Regions from separate parts of the Mus musculus genome. Here region 2 is linked to region 1. A link is a contact called in public promoter capture Hi-C data. All regions are on one chromosome and are shown on one strand. The core of a region is the stretch at or near the end of the contact, and the rest is flanking DNA. Distances in the headings are between cores, read along the strand shown. Region 1 holds the start of Slc35c2 (solute carrier family 35, member C2). Region 2 holds the start of Pard6b (par-6 family cell polarity regulator beta).

Evidence for each region. Promoter capture Hi-C pulls out the DNA fragments that hold promoters and counts their contacts.
Region 2: a contact with region 1 is called in a promoter capture Hi-C map of liver, with 2.8 times the contacts expected there. The contact joins the promoter of Pard6b here to the promoter of Slc35c2 in region 1. A contact is called at or near these places in 2 of 39 promoter capture datasets (liver and pre-B cells).

The regions. Positions count from the first base shown.
Region 1 is chr2:165,284,893-165,289,628 of GRCm38.p6, reverse strand. Slc35c2 (solute carrier family 35, member C2) reads left to right here and starts at 1,791. Exons shown (of 10, transcript NM_144893.2): 1 at 1,791-1,845. It overlaps Elmo2 (engulfment and cell motility 2), which reads left to right. Exons shown (of 21, transcript NM_080287.2): 21 at 1-1,598.
Region 2 is chr2:168,079,629-168,084,562 of GRCm38.p6, reverse strand. Pard6b (par-6 family cell polarity regulator beta) reads right to left here and starts at 3,559. Exons shown (of 3, transcript NM_021409.2): 1 at 3,204-3,559. The coding sequence starts at 3,269. Gm39990 (a long non-coding RNA gene) reads left to right here and starts at 3,837. Exons shown (of 2, transcript XR_867010.1): 1 at 3,837-4,063; 2 at 4,803-4,934.

The DNA of each region.
Region 1 (4,736 bases), core at 542-3,041:
TGCCCCCTCAGTTACAGGCCCCTCCGTTTGCTTCCCTCCTGCCTCAGACAGGGGTGTTGCCTTCCCTTTCTCCCCTTCCTGGCGCTGTGGTTTGTGCCATTAGCCATGATTTCACAGCGGCTGGGGCCACAGCTGTGCCACGGCCTTCATTGGTGCTGCAGCACTGGAAGCCCACGCGCACAGCCTCTTTCCTTGGACGCATGTTACCATGGTGGTATTCAGTACTGGTAGCCTGGCATGGTGGGTACTACCCAGTGAAGAGTGTACTATATATTTTCTTTACTATAGGCCATACTTATACAGACATGTATATATATTTATATAAGATCTTCCTATCTTAGGATAGAATGTTTAAGGGAAAATAAAATCAAGAACAAAACTGTAGTGCTCTCAGTCATGAGCTGTGAGTGTAACCAGAGAGCAGCCAGGAGCTTCCTGTCAGTGATGTGTTTTCAATAAATACTCTTTCATGTAGACTGCTTCCTATCCACACCTCTTCCTCTGCACTTATTCCCTGTCCCAAGGGTGAGGAGCGGCCTGACAGCCTTCATTTCAGTGTGCCTGGGAGCATGTGGAGAGCTCCCAGCCACTCTGAGAGCATCTCCCTCTCCCCTCATCTCTCCTGCTCTTGTCATGCGCAAACTACTCACACCTGCTGGCTAAGGATGCTCACAGCTTGTGCTACAGGACAGAGCGTTTTCTGCTCAGTCGTGCTGGGTACAACGTGGAAAGGCATACTGTACACCCCCAAGAACCCATCCTCCCTTTTTCCCCTGCCAGGGACACAGCCAGGGAACAGCTCGAGTACTTGTGCCTTTCAAAGAAGACATGTTCCGCACCCCGCATGTTGCCTGCAGTTAGTGCCCAGCTTGCCAGCTGGTGCTTTAAGCTGGTGCTCCCATCAGCAGCCTTGGTAGCTGGGAGGTTTGAATGAAGGCAGTGATGAAAATAGATACTTCCCCTTGCCTCAGTCAGAAGGGGGTGAGGACAGGCGCTTTCAGAAGGCATAGAAAGTGCATGCAACGCAGGCTTTGAGGGCTGAACGAAGCCAAGACCTTGGGCTGCGATGGGCACCATTGTAGGTCTCAGGAAGCATTGAATCAACGAATGCTTTCGTGATGCCAGCTGGCAACAGCCTACAGCAGCAGTGTGCACAAAGCACAGCTTACACGCTGGCCTTGAGCCTTCTGCTAGGAGCCAGGAGCCCAGCCAAGTCATGTGCAAGGATTCCTGTTTGCAGCCAGTCCTAGTAGAGCCCGGATGAGCAGACGCCGAGAACTGGGCCAGCTCGGGTCTGCAGCCCTAGCTTGCATGGCTTAGAGGTTATCTTGCCCACATACTCTGTACCTGAAATGAGTCAAATCCAGGTGTGCTAAATTGGTGTTCTGCGGCCACTGTAACCTGCTTCCCTGGGCTCCCGGTAAGACTAGATCCTTCTTACCCCCTTCCTTTTGGGTTCCATTTCCTCTGCGATGAACTTCACGTACTCAGCCTATTGAATAATTCTCACAAATTTATAGGCATACGCAATGTCACAAAGTGTCCATTATCACTTTGCCAGGACGTTTTACTAATAAAATTTAATGGTTGTCATGTCATTTCCCTGCTGCTTGAAGTCCCTGAAGAAATAAGCCCTGTACAGAGTTATTAGTAGCTGTGATTCGTTCCTGGTGCCCGTTTAAGGGAAAGGTACAGAGGGACCGTGTTGGGAAGCTTGCTGTAGCCGCCTTAGAGATGCTCTGGCTCCGCCCACCCCACCGACTTCCGGCGGAAGTCTCGCCTCCTGAGGCACAGTGCCCACCTCGAGCTTCCGGCAGGAGGCTCCCGGCGAGAGCCTGGGCGGAGGTAAGTGGGCGTGTGGGCGGTCCCCTGCCTTCTCGCCCGGCCTCAGTTTCCCCAGCTTTCCAGTGGCTCTGGGCCCGTTCGCCTGGCATTCGCCGAGCACGTACGAGGGGCCGGGTCTTGGGGATGGGGGGAACCAGGTGGATACTGCCGAGCAGGCGCGGCAGGGACACGTGAGCAAACACAGTCGTCACGCGGTGTTAAGTGCCACGCGCAATGGGGGTCCTGGGGAAGGGGACCAGAGCAGAGAGCATCAGGTTGCCTTGCCGAGGAGGACGCCGGCTGATGTTCCGGGCACACGGCTGTACGTGGCGTTGCAGCTGGCAGGCAGGATCCAGGGAGAACTTGCGGACCCAGCCCCGGGGTCTCCGGTCTGTTGGGACCGGCAGTCTTAGTTTCTTTCCCTGATGCAACTTAAGGAAGGAAGGAAGAAAGAAAGAAAGAAAGAGCTTATTTCCCCCATAGTTCTTGGTGCTGTCCGTCGTGAGGAAGTCAGGGCAGTAAGTGCTTGAAGCAGCTGGCCACGTCGTTTCCACAGTTCTGAAGTATAGAATCTTGAGAGCCATCAGTGCCTGCTAGTGCACTCTCCCTTCTTTATGGAGGCCAGGAGTTCCTGCCCACAGCTACCTGGGTCTCCTCACATCGGTTAACCTGATCAAGAGAATCAATCCCTTCCTGGTATGCTCCGAGGCCCGTCTCCCAGGTGACCCTAGCTTCTGTCAGGTTGACCACACTAACCATTCCACCAGTCTCTGGCTCCTTGTGGACTGCAGGCAAGTGCAGGCAGTAGGTGAACGGAAACTGTGGTGTAGTGTGTGGTGGTGGGAGAGGAAGTGAAGAGAAGTGGGTGGGTCAAGGAATAACTAGAGGTGGACTTGACAAGGCAGGAGATGAGGGATGCCGAGGGAGGCAGCAATGGCTTCACTGGTGCTGACTGCCTTCTGCCAAAGAAAACAGTTGTTCGGTTGGCCGTTTCTAAGTGACTTGAGAGTCAGATGAAGACCCGAGGAATATTAAGGTAGCTCCTTGCAGCACCTTGAGGTTGAGCTGTCGGCTGGAGTTACGGGGTTGGTCGTGGTGGGCTGGGAATGAAGGCGGCAAAGAGAGGCTGGGCTGCAGCCCTCAGGCATCTGTGCTTACTGAATGAGTCAGAAAGAAGGAAGACTCCAGAGACTGTGGCAAGTTGCACCCGCTAGGTCTCTGAGGAGGAAGCTGTCAGTTTCGTGAGCAGAGCCACAGAAACCCGGGCTCTGGCGAGGTGACAGGGAAAGAGTAACTGCCTGGGTGAACAGCCTGACAGACTGAGGTAAGGGAGTGGGGCCTGACATTTGGAAACTTTGCTGTAGGTGACAGAATGACTCCTGCCATTCGCCAGTGCCAAGTGCTGCTCCTCGTGCCAGTGATCCCTCTGCCCCCCAAACCACACGGCCAGAGAAACTGAGTCAGATAACTCAGAGTCTCAGTTGTAGGGGACGCAGACGGCTTTTCTCACAGATCTCTGCTGTGCTCTGAGGCACTAAGCTGGACACCCACGTTCCAGCTGAGGAGGTAGAGGGCAGCCAGGTGCTACAGTGTCGCCCCACCCTGCGCTGAGGGAGCCACTGTTTCTTGGGGAAAGGGACACTTACTAAATTCCTTGCTTGGGTAGATGTGATTAGAAGCCTGCTCTCCATTACCATGGAGGGAGGGTAAGGCCCTTAGGAATTTTACATCTGTATAGCCAGTGTGAGGCAAACCGCTGTTTAGTGGGGACACAGAGTGGCTATCTGCTTCCAAGGTCCTTTCTGGTTCTGTCTGTGTGGGGGGATAGGTGACTTTCTGCATGGTGCCCCATAGAGGTGGGGAGCTAGACAGGCTCTGAAGGAAAGGGGAGACTTGAGCAGTGGACAAATGGCAGTATGGTGACCAAGGAGGAAGTGCGCCGAAGTAGGCAGGTTAGTACGTTGAGAGAAAAGAGAACAGGATGCCCCATATAGCATGCCCCGTGACTGCCTGGGAAGGGGCGGGGCAGCGGTTCTCAGGGAGGACTGCACGGGCTGCTCTGGAGTGTCGGAGACTCAACCCAGACCCTCCACATGCTGTGCCAGCACTACAAAGGGATTTTTGGACACAGTCTGGGTTGTTACAACTTGGGTTTGGGGACATGATGCTTGTGGCATCTGGTGGGTAGAAACAGGGATTTGTTAACAGATTGCAGCCTATAAGATTGGCCTTGTCGGGCAATCTTAGAGTGGTGGCACACGCCTTTAATCCCAGCACCTGGGAGGCAGAAGCAGGCAGATCTCTGAGTTCAAGGCCAGCCTGGTCTACAGAGCAAGTTCCAGGACAGCCAGGGCTATACAGAGAAACCCTGTCTTGAAAGACAAAACAAAACAAACAAACAAACAAAAAAGACTGGCCTCTTCCAGAAAGATTCAGTAGTGCCAGGCTGCAGAGTCCTAGAGAATAAGAGAATGTGGGTCTGGAGGTTTGTTTGAAGAACGTTTGACCCTGGGTCCCCAACTGTTTAGCAATATCCACAGGAGCCTGAGATTAGTGGCCCAGGTGAACAGGTCTAGTCAGCAGCTAGATCTGCCTCTAGAGTTCATGGTGACCAGAGCCGGCTGCATGCTGGGCAGGTGTCAGTGTGCAGAAAGCAGGTCAAGGTCAAGGTACCAGGCTGCCTTAGGCAAGTGGGGCAGGGCCTCCCTGATGGTCCCACCGTGCCTTTAGTCACAGCCTGTTTATTAACCTGGACATCAGTGGTGTCCAAACAGTAATGGGAAAGGATTGCTGGTGAAATAAGCTGTTTCCCTCTTGTCTATTTCTGTGGTGCTGGAGTCACAGTGAGACCACTGGTGAGTTCCTCGTGCTGCAGAATGCACAAGAGTGAGCCCACCATGAGGGGAAGCACA
Region 2 (4,934 bases), core at 2,310-4,809, 2.8 Mb before region 1:
TACCTATGACCTACACACTCTCCAGTTCTGGTTAGGATCGCCTAACTGTGATATTACAGAACTAACCCTGGACCAGCAGATGGTTCAGTAGGTAAGTGCTTGCTGCCAAGCCTCAGAGCCTGAATCCAATCCCCAAGACCCACGTGGTGGTGAGAAGCAACTTCCTAGGGCTGTCCTCTGACCTCTCCACTCCCACTGCGGAACCTGCGAATCCCCACACGCCCATCATGCCAAGTAAATGATCAGAACATAGTGGAAATTTAAGGGAGTTTTTACTATTCACATAGCATAAACTGAAATTATTTTTTTTACAAACCTGAGCTAAGGTAGGACTAGCAACACATGACTTTACTCCCAACAGAGGCAGCCGGATCTCTGAGTTCAAGACCAGCCTGGTCTACATAATGAGTTTTAGAACAGCCAGGGCTATGTAGAGACCCTGTCTTAAAAAACAACAACAACGGGGGCTGGAGAGATGGCTCAGTGGTTAAGAGTACTGACTGCTCTTCCAGAGGTCCTGAGTTCAATTCCCAGAAACCACATGGTGGCTCACAACCATCTGTAATGGAATCTGATGCCCTCTTCTGGTGTGTCTGAAGACAGCTACAATGTACTCATATAAATAATAAATAAAACTTTAAAACAACAACAACTACAACTACTACAACAAAAGAACATGCAGTGCTCTTCCAGAGGACCCAAGTTCAGTTTCCACCCATGTCTGGTAGCTCACAAGCACCTGTAATTTCAGTCAATTGAGCTGACGCCCTCTTCTGGACTCTGTTGGCACCTGCATTCATGCACACACATAAATGTTCTCTAGGACAGTCAGGGCTACATGGAAGGAGGGGAAAGGGTGGGGGTGGGGAGCCATCTCAAAACCCCACAAAGCAGGGTGAACAAACTCTGGCCTATGCTGTCTGTCTGTCTGTTAACAGACACACAGCATGGCAGCATTTCCCGAGTGTATCTTCTGACTGCCCTGCTTCTGTTTAGAGGAGGGCTCACACTAGAAGTATGGTATGGCAGCTGAAATAGAAACCACACACCTTGGACAGAACTATGTAAAATATTCAAAAATCAGTAGATGAAAAAGGAAAACAAAAAGCTTGAAATTCCAGTCCACAAGAGCTTGGTTTCCTTCCACCAGAGACCCACTCCTATCTAACTTATTGGCACACCTAGAATCTCTACTCATTTTTTTAATGATTAAAAAAACATGTAAAGGCTCACTACCGAGATCAGGACCATAAAACTGAGTGTTGGTATTATGCAGCATCACAAGTGGTTTTCTTTCCTCACCTCAAGTCCCACAAGCCAAACTACAAAGAGATGCCAGGAGAAAGCTTGTGTGTTGACAGCTACAAATGGTTAGAGAAAAAGACAGACATTTCTGGAGTCAGTCATCTCCCTATACTAACAAGTCACTTTATTTGCTGTTGTGCAGAACCCAGCCAGGAAGGGTGTGTTCCTTAAACTATCATACAGTTTTACTCTAAAACAATTATGTGTATGCCGGCAGCTCCGTCTATGTATGCCATGTGTCGGTGCCATGGGAAGCCAGAGCACCAGATGTTCTGGAACTGGAGAGAAGGCTCGGTGGTTAAATGCAACACAGCTCACTCAGAGGCTCTGGGTTTGGGTCAGCGCCCACAAGGTAGCTCACTATTTTAACTTCAGGTCCAGGGGATCCGACTTGACTCCCTCTGGGATTCTGGCTTCCTAGAGCACCAGGCATTCAGGTGGTACACAGACATACAGGCAGGCATTTATACATGTAAAATAGTAAATTTAAAGAAAGTTACAGGTGTGTGTTGCTCGGCAGGGGTGCGGCGAACTGAGCTTGGGTGTCCTGCAAGAGCAGCGTACATTCATAAATGCAGTGCCATCTCTCTAACACCAACAGTCCTGTTATTATTACACAGACCTGTGTTTCAATCTAGTTCCTATCTGATATATAAATTCCTCCCACTCCTCCATTAAGACTGTGTCTGGCACTCTCTAGTTCTAGTCTCAATAGTTAGAGGAGATTACAAACAAAACAACAAAGCAAAAAAACAAAAAGAAAACAAACAAACAAAAATCCCCCCAAATTAAAAGCAAATGTAGATCTGTGATTCTTAGTTACAGAACTTTGCTCTCAAGCCCAGGAACCACAAAGGCTCCAGGTAGCTTTCCTCACTCACCCCACTTCCCGGACCGACATTCCCCCAGGGGTCCCTTAACCACCACGCTTCTTATTTTTGCAGTGGGTGTTCGATACACCGCTCCTTCTGTGTGTCTAGCCACAATTTTGCTCTAAATTCTCACGGTCAGCAATGCCCTCTACCACCGTTTTACAAGTTGCTCAGTAAAAAGCCATCGGCAAGACCTGGTCCTACAGCCGAGTTTGGGGGAAGTCACACCCTTTAAAAGCAGGGTTTCTTATCATTTCAGAACTCTCCGAGAACCAGGCTACATAATCCTGCCCCTCCTGGCCGTTCAAAGTCAGGAGAAGCTTGGCGACATGTTCCGGTGGCTACGGATCACCTTCAGATTCCATCTGAAAAGCCCCTTTTGGAAGACGGCATTCTCCAGCTAATCCCCACGGGCTACTCTGCTCACCCGGCCTTGGGATTGAGGAATCCCACCGACACTGAAGTCACTAACAGAAGACTGGCAGATCCGCCAAGGGGGAAAGCATTCCGAATGAAGAGTCGGAATGAAAACAGCAGCGTCTCAAATTGTCAAGCGCAGCACCAGAGTAAGGCGATAGCGCTAATTTCATAGATTAGACGCATACCAAAGTTAGGGCTGGAAAAAGAGCTCTCCTCCACTCGATGTACCCCCGAGCCCCAATAAAAGGTTATACGAGAAGACAACAAGGTGTTCCGAAAGCCTCTGGCTCGTGCCCGGGGTGAAGGGATCCCCCAAAGTTATCCCATCACCTTGCACTGGAGCGATCCTCATCCCACCCTAAAAGCAAGGCGGGAATATGAAGGATAGAAAACAGGGGCTGTGCTGCGGAGCAGACGCAAACGCCTCACATCGCCGCGCTCCACCAAGTTTCTCTCCTACGTGCTTCGGCCAGCAGCTCGCCCTCCGCCCGCGTTCCCACAGGGGCAGCCGAGGTCCACCATCCCGCCACTCTGCGTCCTCACGGGGCAGCCCCGCGTCGACCATCCCACCGGCCCTCGCCCCCGTTGCCCCGCCCGGCCGCGCACCTTGCTCTTCACCTCCATGGTGCCCAGGCAGCCGCTGCTCGCCCCGTGCCGGTGGCCGCGGTTCATGCTGAGTGCCCGGCCGCCGGCGGCCTCGTCGGGGGCCGGCCCTCGGGAGCGCGGGCGGCGGGGCCGCGGAGCGCGGGCTCGGGACTCGAAGCGCCGCACGGCGCCTCGTCACGGCACCTGCTGAGGTCCTCCCCGCAGCGCAGTGCCGGCTGCTCCGCGGCGGCCTGAGGGTCGGACTGCCAGTGCAGCAGGCGGGGACACCGGTCCCTCCCAGCGAGGCTCGGGGGCGGCGGCGGCCGCGGCGGTGAGGAGAGGGCGGAGCACAGCCCTACAGCCGCCGCAGCCTCCCTTATCCGCTGCCTCCCCCGCGGACGCGCGCCCGCGCGCTCGTGCACCGAGCTGGGCCGCGGCCGCGGCACGTGCGCGCGCTCACCTGCAGCTTCGGCGCGCGGCTTGCGCTCCGCCCACACCCAATGGGAAGCGCGCACCTGCGCCCGCGGCGTCAGCCAATCGGCACGCAGCCTGCGGGGCTCGCGCGGCCCGTGGGCGGGCCTCGTGGTTGGGAAGCCCCGCCCACAGCCCTCGCGATTGGTCCTGCCTTGCGAGGGAGGGGCGGGATCACCTGAAGCTCTGGGGCCTCTCTGGATTGAGCCGGGGGAGCAGTAGGACGCATGCGCCGGCTGTAGAGTTTCCGCCCCGAGAAGGCGATGGGGAAGGCCGGCCGGAAGCGCGAGCGCACCTGGACTGCCGTTCAGGAGGGTGTGTATTTTGCGCATGCGCGCGAGCGTTTTCGCCGGCTGGGTCGGGTCGGGAGCGCCCGTATCTTTAACGCGCCCTAGTCACCTGCTTGGAATGTGTGTACAGCCGTTCCCTTGCCGTGATGATGTGGGGTGACTGGGCATCTGGGGCCCCTCTTCGGCCTGAGCCCCCCCCCATGCTGCGGCTTCTTGGCGGCCCCCTGAAACTATTGTGGAAAGAGTTTCAAGTTTTCCCGCCTCTGCAGCAGTCATTAGAGGGAGAAGCTTGGGGGTCGGGGGTGGGGGGATGTCTAGGCCTGGAAACTGCACTTTCGTCTCAATCAGCGCTTCTCAACCTGTGGGCTCTTGACCCCAGGACGACTCTTCCTCCGGGGTCACCTGAGACCTAAAACACAGATATTTACATTGCGATTCATAACAGTAGCAAAATTACAGTTAAGTAGCTAGGAAAATCATTTTATGGCTGGAGGTCATCAGAATGCGAGGTCACAGCATTAGGAAGGTTGAGAACCACTGCTCTAGATCTTCCCTGTCCCGAGGGTGCCCTGGGTATCAGGAGAGGACCAGGGAGCTGAGGCCTGCGATGGTCCCCACAGGCCCTGGCTCCCTGCGGGCCTCACCATCCGCCCTCTGAGGCTGAAGTCGTCTCTCTGTGGAGCAATTTCTTGCCCGTTTGTTGTTTGCACCAACGCCAGCCTCTGGGCTGTGTTCTGTTCCCCCAGTGACCGAGCTGTGTCCTGGGGTAACAACACCAATTCCTAATCTCTGAGCGCCCCACACTGAGGCTGCTGCCTCTCTCTCTGTTTTGTTTACCCATTGGTCTTGCTGGTGCTAGGAGAAAAGTGAAAGTCTCCCTCGACGACCCTCCTACCCCACAGAGGGCTGAAGAGCTAGCTGATCAGGGGCCTTCACTCCTGCCCACTCTCCCCTTGGACCACAGAATCTAACATCTTTCCGCTGTGATGGG